Linked DNA regions of Zea mays: regions 1, 2 and 3 are each linked to region 4. Evidence: chromatin contacts called from public Hi-C data. All regions are on one chromosome and are shown on one strand. The core of a region is the stretch at or near the end of the contact, and the rest is flanking DNA. Distances in the headings are between cores, read along the strand shown.

Evidence for each region. A called contact is a pair of places that touch in the nucleus more often than the background predicts.
Region 1: a Hi-C map of leaf mesophyll shows a contact between it and region 4, with 5 times the contacts expected there. The contact joins the enhancer-like site here to the promoter of LOC100191555 in region 4. A contact is called at or near these places in 3 of 25 Hi-C or Micro-C datasets (ear, leaf and leaf mesophyll).
Region 2: a contact with region 4 is called in a Hi-C map of ear, with 3 times the contacts expected there. The contact joins the promoter of LOC100273882 here to the promoter of LOC100191555 in region 4. A contact is called at or near these places in 5 of 25 Hi-C or Micro-C datasets (ear, endosperm, leaf and 1 more).
Region 3: a Hi-C map of leaf shows a contact between it and region 4, with 4 times the contacts expected there. The contact joins the promoter of LOC100274729 here to the promoter of LOC100191555 in region 4. A contact is called at or near these places in 2 of 25 Hi-C or Micro-C datasets (leaf and tassel).

Annotation. Positions count from the first base shown.
Region 1 is chr5:45,169,161-45,173,533 of Zm-B73-REFERENCE-NAM-5.0, reverse strand. No RefSeq gene overlaps it. Among protein-coding and RNA genes, the nearest start is that of LOC100304398, 78 kb to the left of the region's middle. Within about 2 kb of position 1,648, at least 19 of the 20 cell types and tissues checked have an H3K27ac peak or open chromatin away from gene starts, as enhancers often do. A contact at or near this core is called in ear, leaf and leaf mesophyll, where this site is marked.
Region 2 is chr5:45,333,559-45,337,373 of Zm-B73-REFERENCE-NAM-5.0, reverse strand. LOC100273882 reads left to right here and starts at 2,121. Exons shown (of 18, transcript NM_001362448.1): 1 at 2,121-2,344; 2 at 2,443-2,617; 3 at 2,886-3,194; 4 at 3,287-3,376. The coding sequence starts at 2,154.
Region 3 is chr5:45,972,126-45,976,325 of Zm-B73-REFERENCE-NAM-5.0, reverse strand. It overlaps LOC100274729, which reads left to right and starts at 2,827. Exons shown (of 3, transcript NM_001149027.2): 1 at 2,827-2,983; 2 at 3,099-3,589; 3 at 4,129-4,200. The coding sequence starts at 2,926.
Region 4 is chr5:45,669,346-45,673,174 of Zm-B73-REFERENCE-NAM-5.0, reverse strand. LOC100191555 reads right to left here and starts at 1,465. Exons shown (of 3, transcript NM_001294148.1): 1 at 1,115-1,465; 2 at 959-1,034. The coding sequence starts at 1,400. The coding sequence ends at 1,006. It also overlaps the pseudogene LOC103626292.

The DNA.
Region 1 (4,373 bases), core at 399-2,898, 500 kb after region 4:
TTCAAGATCGATCCATCCTCACGTGAAACGCAGGGGCATTTGCATTTTGCTTTGAATAATCCTAGCTCATTTGCAACGCCAGCAGCTTGTTCCATCTTTATATTAGCAGACCGTATTCTAGGGACTTATATTCATGCGTTGAAGCGCTTAAATATTGTCACGGCCGCATGCATGCATGCTTGTCTTGGTACGTGTTTGTCCAGGCAGAAAGAAATGCACTCCTAAAGTCGTGGGGGAACTGAGCCACTGATCGTGTGTCTGTCCATGCGTCTGCATGATCGATCGCTTGGGCGCGTCTCACTCTGGGCTCGATCACGAGCCACGAGAGAGAGCCAAGAACTGAGACAAGCAAATTTTTGTTCCTACTACACACACTATAGACAGGCAAGGTTATCTTACTCCTGACGTACACGTGGGCTGTTTTTGGGTGAAGTTACTAGGAATCTTCCTAGCGAACGGCCTGTGCTGTAAAATGCACACAGCACACAGTAGTAGCTTAGGTCCCAAAAACAAACTTCCGTCGTCCGAACGTTGGCCGGCGCTGCGTTATTTTAAACCAGGTATAATCACGTTAATCTGCCTGCAGGAACTAGCCACGCATGCAGCTGAATGGAGGCGGTGCAGAATGCTGGCTAAAATGCCAAAAACACATCTGAATCATGATGCAGCGTGCATGGAGATGGCGCGTTGCGATTTATTCGTGTGCAGTGACAAACGGACATGTATTAGTTTTTTTTATCGTACGTACGGACGGTGGTAGAGCTGCATACGTACGGAGGTGGCATGCAGTACGCGCGAGGTAAACAACAAAAAAAAAGGCCACGTATTTGTAATGTAGCTCCAAGAAGGCCTAGGCATACGCATAGCACACACCTTGCTTGTAATTATTATTGTTATTATTACCTTATTACTGCGTGGACAGAGGCCAGTAGTCGTCACTGCTGTATGATTGTCGATTGCCGCGCCCCTGGCCCGGCCACGAAGATGATAATCACGGATGTTTCAGTGCAAACCCACGGGTTTTCGTAGGGGATCACGCCGCCACGCGTGGGGCAGACAGGACAGGAGCTGCTGCTGCTGTCTTTCTAGGTGAGTCATCGTTGAATCCGTCTCTAAAAGAGCGTCTATTTTTAAACTTTTTTTTTTAAAAAAAACACATTCACAGTAGTACGCATCATGAACCCATGAGTGCTAAACTGACCTAGATAAAACCATGCTACGAATAATGATTCTGATGTTGAAAGCAGCGAGCGAATTACAGACTAGGCTAGGCTCGTTCTTCACGGGGGAACAGGCCCCAGCAGCAGAGATTCGATGCGGATAGGTTGATGCAGGACAAAGCACTGCACTGTAGGCCTGTAGCAGCGGCGGCCACGCCCCGGTTCGTCCTGGCCGCTGCAGCTCGTGCGTGCGCGCGGAACCAAGAACGAGGCGCGCTCTGCTGTTGACTACCCCCTCCGTCCGCCGGCCACCTCCTCCTCCTCCATGATCCATCCCGTCTTCCCAGTATTATCAGGGCAGAGGTCGAGACGCGAGACCACACCATGCATTGCCTCCTTGACACGAAAACGAGACCGCCATATGCATGGAGGTCCAAGCCTCCAAGGGGGGTCGGGACCAGGAGGCAGTGGGGCCGCGCGGCCTGCAGATCAGCAGCGCGCGGGTGGCAATGTGCGCCCGCCCATGCTCTCGGCGGCACAGGACTGACTACAGGAGCGGTAGTACGACGACGAGCTGCCTGCCTGGCGTGGCGCGGGAGGCGGCAAAATCCACCGATCATTTGAATATCTGCGGAAATGACCGCGCTGCCCTCCACTGTCGTTTTCCTGGCGGCCTCGATTACTCTAGCTTTGCAGCAGGCTCGCTCGCAGTACGGGAGTGGGTGAGAGAGTTGAGACGTATAGTATGCTGGACCGGTGGTGCATCAGCAGTTCGGTACACCGCGTGTCCACGTACGTACGCCCCCACCCCCCCGGTGGCGGGGTGATGTACGTGTTCCGCACGGGACAGATCCGACCATGCGCGTACGGCTGTCGTACTCTTCCTGCAGCGTTAGTTTAGCAGCTCTGCCACGTCCATGTACCGGCACCGCCGAGTCCGCCATTCGGTGATGCTAAGATTTCCCCGTTTACCTTGCCAATATTTTTATGCCCTCGGTGGATCAAAGATTATTACTAGCGCCGTAGATCGAGTCACACTACACTACAGACACCAAATATATATATCCCGGCCTACGCAAGTCAAATCATCGCTAGGCTAGCTAGGCTGTGTATAATAAAGCCGTTCTTGGATCACTCTGCATACGAAGCTTCGCATATATATGCAGCAGTAACAAACGCTTTCAGTTTTGACCACGTCACATGGAGTAATAAGTACGTACGTACGTACGTACGCGTATGTACACACACATCACATGGGGGGAGTATATAGTATACTGCTTATAACTGCACACAGTAGTATGCCACTATTTGTTACACATGAACAGATAATGAGGATTGATCAGCATGATGTTTAAGGAGAATTAGTTAGTTGGTCAAAGATCTAATCATTGATTTGCTTGATATATAGTCATGGCGAACATATGATGGCCCGGGAGAATGTCCAAAGCTAGCGACTGTGAGCTGCATCGGGGAACATATCTGAATTTATGATAATAATGGGGCATGCTTTTTGATACGTACTCCTACATAGGGCGTTTAATCCTTGAATCCATGACAATGCATGCTCACGACTGAACTATAGTACGTGCACGTACTGATATTCTTATTTCAGCGCCAGTACTAAATACGTTCTTAAAATAATACGTACTAGTTATATCCTATAAATATAAATATTTTTATATGTATTTAGTCAGAGCTGAGTATGCTCGATTTTGTCTTCAGAAAGCGAAGACCGAAGAATAGAAAGGAACGGGCCAACGACGGGGTGAGTAGTAGACAAGACTCGAGGAGATAGACGACTACACCGCCGTCCAGTCCAGGATATGTTTGTCATATGTTGGCAGCGTGAGGCGCTACTCTGCATCTTTCCACGCGGAAAACAAAAAAGAAGGTCGACTAAAGTTAACGAACAAATCAAGGTGTCTGCACACCCCTTTTGGCGACCAGCGTCTCACAGAATACTCCTCCGGTCCTCCCTAGCTTCCCTTTCCACGGCCTTGCGCAAACTGGGACGGGCCGATCCCCCGCCGCACTGCATTTCCCAGGGACTAGGTAAATTGTTTTGTAATTTCGTTCGGCATAGAAAGCGATCGCATAATGTGTTTATCACTGGGCGTGATCGATGAGACCTACTACGTACTCGCGGACCAGGCGGCTCGACTACAGTGCTCTAGTTTTTGTTTTGGGTTACCTATTAATTTTAGAGAATAGCTAATTGTTAGGGTTGAGAAGCTTTTATGGAACTGGTCACGGCCGAATGGTCCGTGTCGTGGACAGTCCACAATTATATCAGATCGGGTGGATTAATTCGTATTTTCTTGCGAGTTTATCCCTCTAGAATTGTGAGAGTGTTGTTGGAGGACATCGGAGAACGGATTCATATCTCTCATTATATATTTGAAGGGTTACGACCAATTGAAACACCCAACGACCCAACCAAATCAATATATTTTCCGTTATTTACATTTTGCCCTAGTAGTAGACAGTAACATATTTTTGTTCACGTCAATCTTCACCTCTCTTCAACTCTACGTCGTCTGGAGACGTCTTTGGGTGGCCTACCGATACAAATCACAGTGATTGGCACGCAGATCGACACCAAGAGTTAGACTTTGTTTTTTACATAGTGTCTCCTGGTGTAAGATGCTCCCACATGTGATATTGGTGTCGAGCCAGAAGAGATAGATATAACAAAAGGAGGTAACTAACCGTGGGTGTGTGTGCTTTACATTTGACCCACATCACAAGGGGCTGCATCATTTGCAAAAAAGCCAGCCTGCCATGCATGGAGAGTGTCATGCATGTCGTCAAAAAGGGACAGGGCAAGCAAAGCACACTATGAGGCTAGCTGAGGGGGTGCATATATATATGCATGCACGGAACATGGACGCATCATGTGCTTAATCCCTTTCCGCGATATCCATGTCGCTCGCCCGCGACCGCGCCGCCCCGCCCTGACCTGCCTCCATCGAGCTTATCTCAAATCAAAGCGCCTCAAAGTTGCCGCGACAAATTATTTACCTTTGGGGGTGGGGTCCTTTCTGCGAAGGGAAAGTTTTTTTTGTTTGCCCCCCTCCTGCCCCTGTGCATGTGCACATGTCTGCAGCGTGCCTTTAGAAAAGGGAGCCAGAAACGGCACTGGTACTGGTAGTGCTGGCACATAAAAAAAAACTCATCTCCGCCAAAATAAATAAATAAATACTAGCCGTGTGC
Region 2 (3,815 bases), core at 872-3,371, 340 kb after region 4:
TCCAAATGAAGCTCCAACGACTACTAGGTCCCTTGGGGCTATAAAAGGGACCCCTAGGCGCATGGAGCACAAGACCAAGCATCCATTGAACATTCTACAACACCGAGACACTGCGACCACACTTTTTGGTTTGATACTTTGAGATTTGAGCAAGTGTTTGAACTGTAATTCCACTGTGTTGTCTCTTGTGCTCCTCTCTCAACGTGTTTGTGTTGCTTTGATTTTGTCTCCTGTGTGCGTTTCTACCCCCTTACTCTTGTGGTTTATTTGAGATCAACTCTGTAAGGCGCGAGAGACTCTAAATTGTAGAGATTCCTCACAACTGGAAAAGCTTGTGATAAGAAAGAAAACTGTGGTACTCAAGTTGATCATTAGATCACTTGAGAGGGGTTGAGTGCAATCCTCGTCTATTGAGATGCCACAACGTGGATTAGGCGAGCATTTTCCGCTTGACCGAACTAGGGGCTAAAATCATTGTGTCACTTGTCTAAGTTACTTTACATTATTGCGATTCTACTCTTTCTAGTACTTCACTTCACATACAATATTGCTCTAAGTTTAATACTCACCTAGTGAGAGCAATTAAGTGAAGAAGTTCTCTCCTCTCACCCTCTTCATTCGGACTTGGTTTTTGTTCTCACTAATTCAATATTAGACCAAGTTTGTTTTGTTAAGCTATTTTATACAGGATCACCTATTCACCCCTCTAGGTGCTCTCACATCCGCCGGCGTGGGAAGAAGTTATTTGGTAGGGGAGAGGACATTGATGGCGTGGACTTTATCCAGACGGAGATAGCGGAGGGCGGCTGGCACAACGGCTGTGGAAGCTGTTGGCTGAGGCATGGTGCGGAGGGCGGGGTGAGGGGGCAGTGGGCACGACGTGCGCCTGGCGATGGTGAGGGCACGGATGGCACGAGAGACATTGAGGATGGGGATACAACGGAAACCGCGGCGCCGCGCGTCGGTGTGGGCCGTGGGGAGCATCGCGCGCAGGGGCGAAGGCGGGACACGGTTCCACTCGTGGTCTACATTACAGTCTTAATGGTAGTAGAATCTATTTTATATGCAAGGTCGAGAGGGCAAAGCTCATAGAAGGCCTCACTCTATTCTATCCATATCTACCTGGTTTACACACATGTAACACACATGGTATTTTTTACTGTGTCCTAGGCTGCTCACCTTTTTCACCTCTCGCCTCTGTCACGTCACATCATAATCAGGCTATCAGAAAATCTGACCACTAATTGGAATCTTCTGCCACACCTGCTCTTTAGGAAGGAAAGGAACACTTCTTCATCAATCGGCCCAAAGAAATGGTATTCTATGTCCATTTCCCTGGTCGTGTTATTCCTTTTCCTGTGATAGAAATGGTGATCCGACTCCATTGCCGAATGCAAGTTTTTTGCCGGGCAATGATGAGATGGGTAGGTCACACGCAGATAAAAAAGGGATGTAAGTAACACAGCAGGACAAACAATGGCATGCATGACGTTTGTTTTGGCCTGTGACTGACTTTGTGCGATGGCAGAGCTTGTCCTATGCTGTGTCTTGCATGCGTACATGACCGACCGCGACCACACGCCGCGGCGCAGAGGAACAAACGTGACCAAGTTCGAGCCGGGGTAGCGAGTCGCTTTGTCATCTCGCCGTGCTGGTAAAAGGCGCCGAAGATGAGATACAACGGAAATCGTGGCGCCGTGCGTCGGTGTGGGATTGTGGGAGCATCACGCGAGGAAGCTAGGGACACGGTTCCACCTGTGGTCTACAGTGCAGTAGTAGAGAAGAGAACATGGTGCTCCCTTTCTATAAAAAAGAACTAAAAAAAGATAGCTTACTTTCTTTATGTCAGACGTTCTATTCTGTTTTGATTTTTTTTTCAAATTTTCTGTATGGAAACCTTTTGTTACAAACGAATGTCATGCCAAATATCGAAAGCTCTCGTACGCCTTCGTCTAATCGTCTTCTCTACTGTCCCTGTTTTGTTCCTCCTCGTCGCTTGGCGCTTCCAGAGAAAAACCCGAAAGACGTCTCGTGTCGCCTCCACTAGGCACGTCCTGGAACCTTGCGGGGCCGGTATTGGAAAGCAGGCAAGCACAACAGCGATCCCACAAACCACAGCTCGGCTCCTCTTCGCCGTCGCAACCGATTTATATATGGCGATGGAGGCGTCGGCGGCCTCCGACGAAACCCTAGCCGCCGTCTTCGCCCAGCTCAAGCTCCACACCGTCGCTCTCCTCGACCTCCTCCGCACTCGCCGCCCCATCTCTAGCTCCGGCTCCTCCCTACGCGAAATGGCCGCTTTCCTCCGCGCCGCCCCGGCCCCGGCGCTGCAGCTCTGCTTCGAGTTAATCGTCACTTCGCCTTCAGCCCTTCACTTGTTTTTGCTGTCTTGGGTTTTTGGTTTGGGTATGTTAATTTGTGTTTCGTCCTCTCCCGTCTCAGTTATACAGTGTTTCCACTGCTCCTGCTCCTGGATGCGGCGGTGCAGTGCAGGAAGCAAGGCAATGCGCCGGGGCAGGTTGCAGGGGGCATTGATATAGGTGATGCCGTCGCCGAAGCTGGTCTGACCTGCCTTGAGGTCCTCCTCACCAAGTGCCACCTCACCTCGGTCAATCAGGTCACCCGCTTAATTTCTGCTCTACCGTACTCATGTCATCGGATCCCTTAACTACAGTCTACCAGTTAGCTGTGAAAACCTGACTCCGTAGTGTAACTAGTACTTGTTTCAGTAGTTTATTTTGGGTTAGTTGAGGACGGTATGAAATGAAATAGTACTTGTTTCAACAGTTGAATCGGGGCCAGTTGAGGACAGTATGAAATGAATTAGGCACACAGTGTGGTTTCTGTCTGTAACTCTTGCTCTTCTTTTCATTTTCCTCCTCAAGATGGTAGCAATGCTGAAAAAGTTGACTTCCGGGGCTATGCTTTCACCTTCAGAGGCTTCAGAGGAATTCCGTGGTGCAATTATTAGATGCTTCAGGGCTTTGGTTTTGCAGTTACAGCCATGCTTGGACCATTTTTGTTCTTGCAAACACGGAATAGTGTTACCTACGATCCCAACCAGTACATGCTTGGAGGTTAGAAGTGTAGTCCGCCCAAATCACTCTGCGCAGCCAGAGGAGTGCTTGCTTGCATTTCTTCAGTCTCAAAATGCTTCAGCTGCCGTAGGACATTGGCTCTCACTTCTTCTACAAGTATGGTGGCCATTCTTGAATATACATTTACATCCATTTGTTCTCGGTGTGATACATCTTTAATTGTGATTTGCTTTGTTTTCATATGAAAGGCATCAGAACTTGAGGCATCAAGGGGGCACCGGGGAAGTGCAGATGTTAGGAAGGAATCATTGCACACGCTGCGCATTCTTATTGGCAAGGTAAGAAGATACAAGCTCCCTGAGGCCATGATGCATCCAGGCAGAAATGCTTGTTGAACACACTATTTTTTAAGGACCCCTAGGCATACCACAGATGACAATTCCCCTTGCTATGCAGTTGATAGAAGGTACCTTAGTTCTTTTAAACCTTGACTAGCCAGTTGCCCGTGCTTTGCTACGGTTGTTATATACATTGAGATATTTATTCAAATATAGTTATTGTTTATTTCTAAACACTAAGGTACATGTGGTCTGGTGGTTAGCCCTAAATTTCTGGAGAGGGGGGCGTGGGTTTAAGTGCTCGCTTTGCACTATTTTTTGTGCGGTGTGGTAGTTGTGCGGGCGGGGTCAGATGCTGGGCAGGCGCAGTAGCTGGCTGCGCGGGCGATGGGGTCCACAGAGCAGTAGATGTGACTTGAGAGAGTGCTGCGCGGGCGCT
Region 3 (4,200 bases), core at 1,578-4,077, 300 kb before region 4:
TTTGATAATATTGTTGAACCCTATGGATATGTATTAGACTTTGTGGATGTCTCGGACATCTTGATGTAATTAAGTACCTTTTCGTTATTTAATTCAAGTATTGTGTGATGATGTCCAATTATGTAATCGTTGTGTACATGAGTTCTGATCCTGGCACGTACATGGTTCACATTCGGTTTACCTTTAAAACCGGGTGTGACACCTTTGAATAAGCTCCCAACAGCTCATTGCTGGTGGCATCAACAGCCTCAAGCCAATCATCATTCGGCTCGTCAAATTGACTTCTATAACGATAGGTGTATCTTAAGTAAACCAGACCACCTTCGCTGGAGCCGGCAGTAGTCGCCTTCGGCATTTCCCAGTCATTCACCAGTGGCCACACTTTATAAGCAATATGTTCCCGTACCAAATCCCTGGTACCAATGTAGGTGCACACAGTGTTAAAAGCCATCAAACATGCTTGCACTTTATTCCCAATTGCAATGGATGGCCTCCTGATGCCGAAGCGCGACCGTATGGGAGTTGGATAATGCCCTCCAATCTTCCCTCTCACTCAGATCATTCTTCACATACAACCATTGTTTCATCCAAGAGCCCGGCCACTTCTTTTGGAATGCCGACACGGGATACCTCGCATCAGAGCAGGGCACAAAGCTGTAGCACCCGAAGTTGTTATGATATTGGTCCTTCCCAGTTGCTTTTGTCTGGCAAGATAATTCATGAATGTTGCAGAAACATTTAGCATCTAGCTCCAGCCCTTGGCTTCTCATGGCCCAAATAAAAACCCCCACTTTAATTAAAGCTTCAGGAGTAAGCTGATGAAGGTATATCTCAAATGTCTTCAATACTTCAACCAGCATCTTGTGTAAGGGAAAACGAAGCCCAGCCTTCATAAAACTCTTAAAAACCACTACTTTGTTTGCCTTAGGAAGAGGAACGATACTCTCTCCTCTAGCCCTCACAATAGATATGTCATGGAAATATTTCCCCTTCATCGCTTCAATCTGTCCTTGCTTAACAGTGGACTTTCCAAAAATAACATGACTTGGCCTCTATGGTCGATCTTCAGCATCTTCATTATCACTCTCCACATCGAAACTCTCACTATCGCTGGAATCCCTAGACAGCCCAGCCAACATTTCATTAGTGATTTTTTCAACGTTGGTTCTTTCCATAGCTTCGTAAAAACCAGCAAGCATGGGGTCTACAGTCTTCTTATTTTCGGCCATTTCGATGTTGATCACAACAAAAGCCGAAGCTCAAAGAACAGTTGCTCTAACAAAAGACGAAAGCTAAAATGACAATCACAACACAAAAGCTAGATGGCACGAAAAATATTCATAGCGCAAGCCTTTATATATATATATATATATATATATATATATATATATATATATATATATATATATATATATATATATATATATATATATATATATATATACAAAGCACCACTGAGCGATGGGTCCCACGATTCAGAACAATTCGCTATTCTAGCGAAAGGAAGGTGTTTTTTCGGACCTTCGGCTAAAGGCCTTCGTTCATGTCGCAGTCTGAATTTGTTCATATCGCAGTTTGAATTTGCTACGAAGAAACAAACTAATACTGCGAGGGGCTACTGTTGGGGGCCTTCCTCTTATAAAGGTCCTCATAAACACGACTAACCATTTGCTTCTAGCATAATGTTGACTATTACAGGAGCTTCGTCACAATCTAAGGTTCGTGATGGGAGCTTTCTCCTCCGTCAAAGGTCTTTAAGACGAAGATATAGCCCGAAAATAACAACAATGAACGTCGAAGCTATAGCCGAAGAGTAACATCATCGGTTTAAAGTGGTGTCGAAGATCAAGCATGATGCTGAGCCGAAAAGGAAAAGAATAGCTAGTCCCTAATGATTTATGTTACAATTATGAACGAATGTTAATGTCATAAATGTATTTTTATCCGGGCTGCGTTCCGTGCCTATAAATAGGTGAACAGTACCCCCGTACTGTTCACGCTGGATTGTAATCGCTCTCGCGTCAACACCTTCGAACAAGACGAAGGTATCAATGTAATATGAATCTTACTCATATGTTTATCATGAAATAAATATATGATTGAGACACAAATGGATAATGTTTATCATCTTTATGAATCATTATTCTTGCAAGTGATCGTCTGAAGATCATCAAATCCGAAAGGAGATGATGACTCGGAGGACGAAGATCTCTAATCTTTAACAATTGTGTTGCCTTGTTCTTGATTCACAATATTTAAGAACAAGAGACCAACATATTCTATACTTAAGTATAAATGAAAACTGTAGTAACGTACTTAAACAGTAATAAAAACCGTAACAATGTACGAACATTTTCCTAGTATAAATATACACATAAGGCCTAGTTTGGAAATATCGTTTTTCCTAGGGATTTTTATTTTCCCAAGGGAAATTAGTTTATTTTTTCTTGGAAAAATTGAAATCCCTTGAAAAAACGGTATTCTTGCACCTATCAAAGAGGTGGAAAAAAAGCTAGCACAGGCGCACGCACAATCGCGGTCCTCTGAATTTACATGGGCCTTCTCTATTTGATCTATCTACATTTAGTGCCACAAAAGGGCCTTTCACACCACACAAAAGGGGCCTTGCACACCAGCAGCAACAAACCACGCAACGGCTAGTACGGAAGAAGAGGGGCGAGCGGCGAGCAGCGCCGTTCCGTCTTCGCCGTCTCCTCGTCCGTTCGCCAAGACAACGGTCATATTACCGTTGTCCTGCCAAAATTCCAACACTTTAAAACTGCCACCCAACGCGCTCCTCCGCCGCCGTCTCCAGCACACGCTTCCCCTTCCCTCCCGCTCCCATTCACGTCGTCTCTTTCCTCGAGCCTCCGCTTCGCCAGCGACGCGCCCTTCTCACCCACCTCGCCGAGGAAGTATTCACCGATGGAGACGCCGCTGTCTTCCAGGAGGATCACCCGCTCGCTCGCCGCCGCATCTGCCCGTGAGTCCTCTTCTCCCACCTTGACTCTCTGTTTCTTGATCTTTGGATCGCTTCTGCAGTCTCGACGCGTTGTTGGATGTGTTTCCTGACGACGCCCACCTTCGGTTCTCCGCAGAGAAGAGCGCCGCCGCCGGGCCGGACTCCGCCGCCCTCTTCTCCCGCGCCAAGAACGCCGCCGCTGGGGAGACCCAGCCTCGCGCCGCCCTGCACGACATCACCAACGACTCCCCCATCGTCGGGCTCGCGGCGGGCGCCCTCCACGCCACCGATACCACCCCCGCCTCCACCGCCGCCAAGACCCGCCGCAGGGCCCCGCGTCGCACGCCCGGCTCCGGGGAGGCGCTCCTGCGCGGCCAGGTCAAGGCGCTCCTCCACAAGGTCGAAGAGGAGCAGGGCTGCGCCGCCGCGGCCATCGTCAGGCCCGCGCGCATCCAGGCGCTGCTCGGTGTATCCAGGTCGCCGGCCCAGCTTCTTGCGCCGACGCCAGCCAACACGCCGCAGATCGAGCCCGTCCCCACTCCCAGGGAAGGTCTCCTCCTGCTTGATGGCGCTACGGTCGTGCCCTGCGTCCTAGACGAAGAGGAACTGCTGATTCCTAAGCTTCAGGTAATGTAACTGTCGATTCTGCACTTATTGAACCCCCCTTGTATGAAATCTTCCAACTTCCCGAGGAGCAATACTCTGCAACTCGGCATGTGCATGGTAGGTAGAACTTGATCCAATGTTTCTGTTCCAATTTCAGTCAGGGAACGCATATAGTCAACCTTATGCCGAAGTACCTACCATTTGTCCAATTCATCTAGTATCTTCATTCGTTAACCTTATTTGTGCACGTCCATGAGATTAGATGCAATTCTGCATGACCTGTTGTATGTAGGGGTGGTAATGGGTTCCTATTTTTCCCTGAACTAAAATTAATTAAGGCGAGTAACTGTAAGCAGTATAATCTTGATATATGATGAATTTTCTGAATGTTTTCATGTTGCACTGTTAGCCCCTACTCAAATGTCAATGGCATCCCAGCTCTTTCAGAACTGCAAATTAGATTTCTACTCGTATCATCTAACCTGGAATTCAGCCTAGATGTTTTAGAGGCGTAGCACTTTGTCGTAAGGTGTCTTCCTGCTGCTCCCCTTATTGTGCAGGTCATTGCAGCTTCCCTACCTCCACCTCATCAGGCAGAGGAGAAGCTCGGGGACTGCCAGCTGAACCGTGCG
Region 4 (3,829 bases), core at 216-2,715:
AGGCATGGCAAAGGAAAGTGACTGATTTGGTGGCTAAATTGATAGACCTAAATTGTAGGGGAGATAATTCCAATTAGTCACTTGCCTAATTAGTGGTTGCCTAGTTGGTCAACCGGTGGCCTATATATAGGCCTGTACGCAGGAGACAAAGGAAGAGGAATATATTATCAAACCAATCTCTCTCTCTTGCAATGACTCTCAAGCGCCTAGGGCTGCTACCCTAGAACCAAGCCTGCGGCAGAGGAGTATAACCTCGCCGGAGAAGACAGCTATCACCATGGATACCAGGTGTCTTCGGTCCATGGGGATAGCTGTCTTCTCCAGCGAGGTTATACCCCTCTGCCGCAGGCTTGGTTCTAGGGTAGCAGCCCTAGGCGCTTGAGAGTCATTGCAAGAGAGAGAGATTGGTTTGATGATATCTTCCTTTTCCTTTGTCTTCTGCGTACAGGCCTATATATAGGCCACCGGTTGACCAACTAGGCAACCACTAATTAGACAAGTGACTAATTGGAATTATCTCCCCTACAATTTAGGTCTATCAATTTAGCCACCAAATCAGTCACTTTCCTTTGCCATGCCTTCCTTGTGCGCGCTTTCCTTTGTCATGCCTTCCTTGCGCGCGCTTTCCTTTGCCATGCCTTCCTTGCGCGCGCTGCTGCCAGCGCCCCCTGCGGCCTCTCGCTTTTGGCGCGCATAGGTGCGGCCCCACATGAGTGACCGCTCCCTATGATGCCCATGACAGGCCCTTCCTGGGATTTTGTCCGGTCCCACCATGGACCCATATTTGGGCTGGTGACAGCCTCCCAAAATTGTAGGGATGCATACTTGCAGAGTGATTGCAATGTATTTCCAGCATCACAAATGGCTTTGGAATGAAATTTCGGTTTCCACCACATAGATTAATTATTCATAGAAAGGAAAACATTTCATTTGAAGCTGCGCTTAGTTCAGGCATCACCTCTCCAATCCAGGAACAGCAGCACGAGAAGCAAGGCAGCAGCGCCGCTACTCCGCCTTGACGGTCTTCTTGGGCTCTGCGAAGCAGAAGAAGCAACAGCCAAATAAACCAATAGATCATGCCGGGATAAGGATAAGACGAGGCATGGATTCTGACCGTGGAGTTCAGGCGGGCGGGCATCCTTGCCCCAACCCACGCCGCGGGTAGCCTCTAGGTATTGGTCGACGAGGTGGCGGCACTTCTGGTGGTGGTTGATGCCCTCGATGCGGTAGCACCAGCGGAGGCGCTCCCGGATGATCTTGGCGGTCTCGATATGGATCCACTTCTCTCGCACCAGGTGTTCCCGGTACTCGAGCATCGCCACCGGGTCGGCATACGGGTTCTTCGGGTCGAAGTTATCCGGCGGCTGCTCGTCGAACTCAACCTTCGCCTTGCGCACCATCTTCTCCGATCGCCGCCGCCGCTGCCGCTCGCTAGGTCCTTCGATTGGGTGGAGGATGGGATTGGTGCGCTACATTCGGTCGGCCGGTCGGATGGGACTTGGAAGACGAAGCTGAATGGGTCCACGAGCCCATTATGCGAACTAGGCCTGTGGGCTGTTACTGACTAGAGTCGGCCTAACAAAATGATTAGAGTTGGCCCAATAGAATGACGAGTCAGCCCAACGAAATGAAGCGTAGGTGGGCCAAGAGACGACTAATCGGTAGGAGGCACCGATTCACCCAGGTGGAGGGCGGATTCGAGAAGAGCCGGCGCGATGAGCTCGCCGGCAAGGTCGACCGTCTCGGCGGCGAGTGGGGGAGCCGTCTCGGCCGCCGAAGACGTTGCCGATTCCATCGACGCGCTCTACCGCAAGGACGAGACCATGGCTGGTGATACGCCTCTCCCTTGTGCAAGCGTTGACAGGTGAATGCCTTAGAGAGTCAGAGTGACTGACCGATCGGATTGGCCTTACAGAACTCAAGTTTGAGGTGATGGAAGCGCTGCGGAGGTGAGGTCGCTCGACGATGACAATTGGATGTTCGCGCGCGTCGCGGTTCCGCATCAATCTCGAATCCAGAACTGGTATAGCAAGGGATTCCTCCTAAAATTAGTTGCATAACTTGGTTTTCTAACCAGTTTTTTTAATCTGTCTATATGGCTTGAGTTCAGTGTTCCTGTTCCTAATGAATGAACTGTGTACATTCCTGATACAGTTGCTACATTTGTACCCCATTGGGGCATGTGTTTTTCAGGTGCTTACATGCCCAAGCAACACGGGAAACTCTCGGAGCTGGGGCAAGCATCCAAGAAAACAAGGAACTTCTAGGGTGTAGATGTTTGTGCTTGCAAGAAGCCTAATTCATGACTCCATGATGATAGTGAAGGTGGGATTCCATCTAGGCTGTAGCGTCAAGGATGATTTTGTCCAGTTCCAAATCAATCTAGTTGCTTCCTGCTAGTTCAATTTCAAGCACATGTAAGGATTTTCGAGTGATTGAGATGTCAATGTCATGGTATTGTACTATTGTTCATGACTTGTGCCCTTTCTATCTTTTACAAACTCAGCCTGCCTTGTTTTTTCTTACATTCATGATCCATCGTTTACTTTCTGAAACAAATATGTATGACTTCTCAAGAGACACAATTGTCATTTTAGGGCTGATTTAGTGACCATATAGGGGTATTTGGTTCCGTCGATTAAAGTTTAGTTCATGTCACATTAAGTCTGTTTGGAAATATAATATTTTCTTAGTCTCAAGACAATACCGTAGAATTTTATTATACGTATTTTACACTAAAAGGCGTTTGGAAGCACATCTAAAAACTTTATATTTTAAACCATGGTTTTACCAATACAATGGTATTTTTGTGGTAAAAAAACTTTGGTTTGGACCAAAGTTTTTTTCTTGCACACAACTCTAGTCTTCTCTTCCCCTACGCTACAACTGAAATATTATGTCTCCAAATAAGTGTTGGATTAGACTGATGTAAAATACACTATAGTTATGTCATAGGATACAATACACTATGGTATTATAAAATGTGGTTTTGAGAAACAGAGTTCTCAAACAGGCCTTAAATGTTTGAATATCAATTGTGAGTATTAAATATGGGCTCAATTAGGTTTAATAAATTCATCTCATATTTTAGTATTTATATGTGTAGTTAATTTATAATTAGACTATATTTAATACCTGTAATTATCATTTAAACATTTGATGTGACAGAGACTAGATGGGTGGAACCAAACACCCCTTTAGTTGGAGAGATAGCAAAATGAAGGATCGAATAGGCGACTAGAGGGGGTGAATGGTGTCCAATAAAATTCAGTCTTTCAAAACTACAAATTAAGCACTTAATTTCAATAGAAATGAAGAAATTGTTCAAACAAAAAAAACACATCAACTAACCAGTGATTTCATGTTTTGAAAATGTTATTAAAATTCACACGATACCAAAGAAACAAATGGATCGCAAAATGAACACTGAAAAGTTTGAAACAATCCAAAATTGTATCGCTTTTCTAACGTTGTTTTTAGCAGCTTAAAATTTAGTTTTTGAATGCAAAATCGATCCAAACAGACTCCGATTGAGCTAAAATTTTCCACACTTTTACAAGTGAGTTTCTCAGGTGTCCACAAATTTTGAACTCAAACAGGTTTAAACTTCAATAGCATACCAGAAAACCCGATCTTAACTTAGAGTTTTGTCAAATGACCAAATTTGTTAGAAACATGTCCACGAAATGGATAAACTTATAGAATAATTTTGCAATGATGCCAAGACAGTTTCTAATCCAGAGAATGTCCCCCAAAACCTCTCTCAAACTCTTGAAGGCAAGGATCCACTTAAAAAATTAAACGAAAGAGTTTGAAAGGAGAAGAAACA